Linked DNA regions of Oryctolagus cuniculus: region 1 is linked to region 2. Evidence: chromatin contacts called from public Micro-C data. All regions are on one chromosome and are shown on one strand. The core of a region is the stretch at or near the end of the contact, and the rest is flanking DNA. Distances in the headings are between cores, read along the strand shown. Region 1 holds the start of LACTB2 (lactamase beta 2). Region 2 holds the start of NCOA2 (nuclear receptor coactivator 2).

Evidence for each region. Hi-C and Micro-C count contacts between places; a contact is called where the count stands out from the background.
Region 1: a contact with region 2 is called in a Micro-C map of ear pinna, with 6 times the contacts expected there. The contact joins the promoter of LACTB2 here to the promoter of NCOA2 in region 2. A contact is called at or near these places in 2 of 6 Hi-C or Micro-C datasets (ear pinna and an unstated tissue).

The regions. Positions count from the first base shown.
Region 1 is chr6:96,386,126-96,388,825 of mOryCun1.1, forward strand. It overlaps LACTB2 (lactamase beta 2), which reads right to left and starts at 1,448. Exons shown (of 7, transcript XM_002710464.5): 1 at 1,169-1,448. The coding sequence starts at 1,290. XKR9 (XK related 9) reads left to right here and starts at 1,475. Exons shown (of 5, transcript XM_002710465.5): 1 at 1,475-1,723.
Region 2 is chr6:96,093,061-96,095,760 of mOryCun1.1, forward strand. NCOA2 (nuclear receptor coactivator 2) reads right to left here and starts at 1,336. Exons shown (of 24, transcript XM_070075149.1): 1 at 1,203-1,336.

The DNA of each region.
Region 1 (2,700 bases), core at 198-2,697, 290 kb after region 2:
TGTGGAAAATGCTTATCATGAAAAAACTATGCATGAATTTTACAATTTCTTTCATCAAAATAAATCTTTTAATTCAATTTTTCTGGAATTTTTTTTCCAAAATGTGTTTATTTGAAAGGTTCAGAGAGGGAGACACATGCGTGTACACACACAGACACACACACACATACACAGATCTGGCTCACTCCCCAGTTGGCCCCAGGAGCCAGAAACTTCTTTCAGGTCTCCCAATGAGTGCAGGGGCCCAAGCACTTGGGCCATCTTCCACTGCTTTCCCTGGCCATTAGCAGGAAACTGGATTGGAAGTGGAACAGTCTGGACTCGAACCAGCCCCCACCTGGGGCCCAAGTACTTTGGCCATCTTCCACTGTTTCCCAGGCCAGTCGCAGTGAGCTGGAACCAAAGTGGAGCTGCCAGGACTCCAATTGGTGCCCATATGGGATGCCAGCATTATAAGCCCAGCTTAATTCTCTAGGCCACAACACCAGTCCTATCTGCAAACTTTTTGAGGTACCCTACTACTCTGCAGTGAAACATACCTCCCCACGTCTGCATAATTTCATTAACAATGCAACTGAATAAAAGAAAAATATCTCCTTAGAAACAGAGATGTCTCCCCTCTTCAAAACAACCCAAACAAGGTCACATACAATTGAAACAAATCAGCAAAAAATTTGTTGACTACCGTCAGAGCCTCTGGTTTCAGGGCCTCAAGCAATCTGAAAGCAAGAAAAACCTGCCCTCTGCTGCTTAGTTAAGGAAATGCCCTCAGCACCTTGAACGGAGGCTGGGAAGGGAAGTTACACTCCAGGCAAAACACCAAGAAGCCAGTTAAGCAAGACATTGTTAACGCTTTCTGGAATGCTTAAGTCCAGGGGATCTTAAATTCTCAACAGTTTAAACATGGTTACTCCAGCACCAGACATCAAGCAAAGAAAACCGGGTTTCAAAAGCAGGAAGTGAAATTTTCCTTCTTTTTAGTGATTTCTAAGTTGCCATCCCGGTGGCAGTTACTTGGCGGCGGCGTCCCGGGAACTGGGCCTGGGCATCCAGTGGTTGGTTTGCCGGGCTGGCGCCAGGACGCCGGGCGCACGCCGCAGTGGCAGCTGCGGTTCTCGCAGGTGCTGCGAGCGGGTGTGTGTGTTGGGGGAAGAGGGGAGACGTTTACCTGGAGCCGGTCCCCACCAGGTAGGTGTTAGTGCCTTGCAGGGTCATGGGACCCGGGTTACAGCCCAACACGCGTACCACCCGGCTGGACAGCCGCTCAATGCGCTGCAGAGTGGCAGACATCTCCGCCACACCAAGCCCACCGGCACGTCGCCTACTCGGCAACCCGAGCGCCGAACAGGCCTGGCGGGCGGACGGGCCGGCCGGGGCAGCGTTCACGCTACGCTGAGGAAGCCGAGAAGGCACAGATGGGCAGCTCAGCAGTGGGCGGGGCCAAGCGTCACGTGACGTCGCGCAAGTCGGAGGCGGGGATTCGGGCCGCGCGCTTGCGCCGACGGCGGCGGCGGCGGGAGGGCGTTCGCTAGCGCGTGGCCTGAGGCGGCGGGGGGCTAGGCAGGGGTCTGGGGGTGTCAAAGATCCTGGTACCTCGCCAGGAGCTCCTTGCCAGGAGTTCGTGCCAAGGCAGGCGAGTGCATCCGGGTGGATGAGAGACGTTTTTCAACCTGGGAAGTCCCGTGGTGGCGCACGGGGCAGGCAGGTGTGGTAGTTACTTAATGTGAGTACTAAGTCCCAGAAAAGCTTTCCTGTCAGGTTTTCAGGTGGCACCGGGCGTTTACGTGTGAGGAGTAGCCTGGTTGGTTTTTTTTATAGTAACCAGGACTAACTGATATTTACCAAGCACGGAGTGGCGTGCTAAGTGCCTTTCACACACACGATGAGGTAGGCACTATTTTCGTGTCCATTTTATAAATGGAAAATGGAGACTGGGAGACTTGCCCAGGTGACGGTGTCTTGTGTCTGTCTGCCTTGCATCAGCTCTGGCCTCTGCGTGGGGAGATCAGGGCGCTTGCCTCTCCCTTCCCATGTGCCCAGCTGCCCAGAGAAACGGGCTGGTTTTGTGGAGTTTTATGACCAAGATGGACTTGTCTGTGTTGAGACTTTTTTTCTAATGGGCAAAATATTAACTAACCCAGTATTGACTATTGCTTCCCCTTTACAAAGTTAAGTTATAAGTTACCTGAAAGGAAACACAAAGATCCTGTGATCAAGCCCTTCTATTTCTGACAATTATATGTCATAAATATAATATTTATATTTAAATATTTATTATTTATATATATTTAAATATTATAATTATAATACCTCAAAAACTATCCCAAAAGAGGTGTGTAATTTATCCACTATCCCAACCCATTCTTTTTTACACTTGATCTTAGCCAAAAGCGATAACCCACTCTTTTTTTTTTTTTTTTAATTGTTTAGTTATTTGTGCACATGTTCCCATCCACTGGTTCACTCTTCAAATGCCTGCAATGGGCCCTGGGTTAGGGGTCACACCAGGAGCCTTGAACTTGATCCAGATCTCCTGTGTGAATGGTGGAGATCCCAACTATTTGAGTCATCATTGCTGCCTCCTAGGGTGCGCATCAGCAGAAAGCTGGAGTCGGGAGCAGAGCCAGAACTCCACCTCCCGAAACCAGGCTCTCCAATGAGTTCCGCCAGTGGGAGTCCTAAGTGCTAGGTCAGATGCCC
Region 2 (2,700 bases), core at 86-2,585:
TCCATTAAAGAATGCACCTTTCGCGATTTCACCTTCCCGGCTCAGCCGCGCTCCGCCCGACGAGGAGGGGGGGCTGGAGCCTCGATCCTCCGCGACCCCGCGCCGGGCCGGGCGGCAGACCGCTCGCTCCTCGGGGCGGGGGCCGCGCCCGCACCCCCGGCCTCCCCGCCGCGCCTCGGCGCTCACCTCCAGCCCGCGCCGCGGGGCTGCAGTCTCCGCCCGCCTCGCGCTCCGGGACTCGTCTCCCGAGCTCTGGCAAGGCGCTGGAGCGCCTCCTTTCTCTCCCGGGGACTCCGCGTCTCCCCGCCGCTTCCCGCCCTCCCCACCCCCCTCCCTCCCCAAGCCCCAACTCCCCAGCTCCGCGGCGCCTCGGGGATGCAACTCCCGTGCTCCGCGCACTCCGGCGGCGGTGCCCGCACACAAAAACAGCCCTCTCGGAGGCGCACGGCTCCGCCGGGCTCGGCGCAGGAAGGGCAGTCGCGGCCGGGGGTGGGGACGCGGCGCCCCCCGCCCGCCGCCCGCCTCCCGCCCGCCCTCGCGGCCCCCGGGGAAGGCGCGGTTACCGGCTCGGGTCGGTCACGCCGTCAGGTGCCTGCTGCCGTCGGCGCTGACCTTCGCCGCCGAAGCCGTAGCGGAGGCTGCGGCCGCCATGTTCCCGTGTTAATAACTGCTGCCTGGTTGTTTATTTCAATGGAGATCCTCCCCCAAACCCTCCTCCTCCTCCTCCTCCTCCTCCTCCTCCTCCTCGTCGGCGTCTCTGCACTTGCGGAGAGAGACACAGACCGCGCGAGCTCGCGAGCAGGGGAGGGGGCTCGGGAGCCAGGCCGGCCCTCCCTCCGCCTCCCCGGCTGTGGCCGCCGCCAACTCCTGTCACTGGGGAGAGGACGGGGCGGAAACTTGCCTCCCGCGCCGCCGGGCAGGGGGCAGAGGTGGACAGAGGGTTCTCCGGGGTGCAGACCCTGGCCGCGGAGTCTGCAGCATCTCCGTCGGCAGAGCCCCCCCCCCCCCTCCGAGAAGGCGGCCTGGGGGAGAGGTGATGAGTGAGGGGGCAGGGGACAAAATGGGTGACTGGCGGAGGGAGGGTGACCTATGCGTGACTGGAAGTGAAGGGAGAGCAAACAGAGGACTCCATGGGAGGGCAAAGGGCAGTGCCAAAAAAGAAAGCTAGTGGGACAGGCCGGGACCGCAGAATGGAGTGGCACCTTGGGGGGGCCGCAGACGGCGAGGGCGGCTGAGGGTTCCAGGTTCCCGCAGAGAGGAGCCCCGCGCCCGCGCTGCGGCTGCCGGCACCCCTCGGGGGGCTCCCCTGCTCCGCGCAGTCCCGCTCGCTGCCGTCGCGGATAGGCTGCGGGCGCGTCTCAGGGAGGGGTGGGGGCGCGGCTGCGCCAGGCGAGCTTAAAGGGGTGCGACCCCGCAGTTGCGTGATCAAGCAAAAGCTGCACGCGGGGTTTTGAGGACCTAAGCTGGCTGGGCCTTCTCTGCACGCCATGAAATCGCAAAAGTTATCGAAAAGACTGTAGACATCAGTGAGGCGTTGCGAGGGAGCGAGGAGGGAGGGGAAGAGACCCAAGAAATCGACACCCCCGGAAAGGCGAAAATTCCCATTTGAGTGTTGCTTAGACGGATCAGTTTTATGCTTCGGAAAAGCAAGTTTTGTGGGTTTTTTTTTTCCCAACTTCTTGGATATGAGTAGTTGGGGGGAAAAATGAGCAACGTTTGTGTTACAGTAGTTACCAAAGTATCAGAGGAACACGTTTTCTTATTTTTAGTCTCATAATAAGAAAGGTTGCCTTCCTGGAGAACAGTAATGTGTATTGAATACTTTGTGTCTGTGGTAAGTGATTTATATACACTGTAAGTTTTAGTCTTCAACTTTACAAAGTAATTATTTTTATAATTCACACACACAAATTGAAGCTTAAAGAATTTGCCTAGGGTCACACAGCCAGAAGTTGGACAGGATTTTCACCCAGTTCTGATGAGCTCCAAGCACCCCCGCCTTTCACCGCATCTTTAACCTCAAATTTGTGAGAAGACCACCAATTTCATTTGGAGAAGGGGATGGGGGAGTGCGTGTGTGGGTTTGACTTCGGAGAGAAAATGCTTGGAAGGTTTTAATGTTAGCACTGGGACTTACAGTAAGAAGTGTGTGTGTAATGAAGTGCTTCCACTTTTTATTTTGTACACTTACCTAGTGTTTGAAATGTGCGCATTTACCGTATGGTAACATAGTCATTTAAAAAAAAAAAAGATTTTCAAGTTTAGCTCTCATGATAGCCGTCTTCTTCCACTAATACCAATCTAGAGTGCTCCTACAATAAAGCAGTACTCACCTGGGGGCTGTGGCACTGTTGGACTGCTTTTTCCTTTCCTGTCCTCACCCCCAGCTGGGAGTTATCAGGAGTTGTGATAAAGTTCCTCCTTGCTGTGGAGCCCTCCCTTTTTTGGCAGAAGTCCAGAGTCCATCAGTCCTCTGCAAGAGGAGATTTCACACTTTCCAAAATCTACCGTGATGTCTGTGCAAACAAATGACTCCCCATTGCATTTCCATGTCACTCAATAAAACTTCTTACAACTTGCTCAAGATACAGGACGGTTTCTACAAAATAGCAAACAGAAAAGCTGACAGCATAGCATGAGGAGTTCCATGTCCAGCTGCTACTCAGTTGCAACCTCTGCTTCCTACTGCCTTCCCTGGGC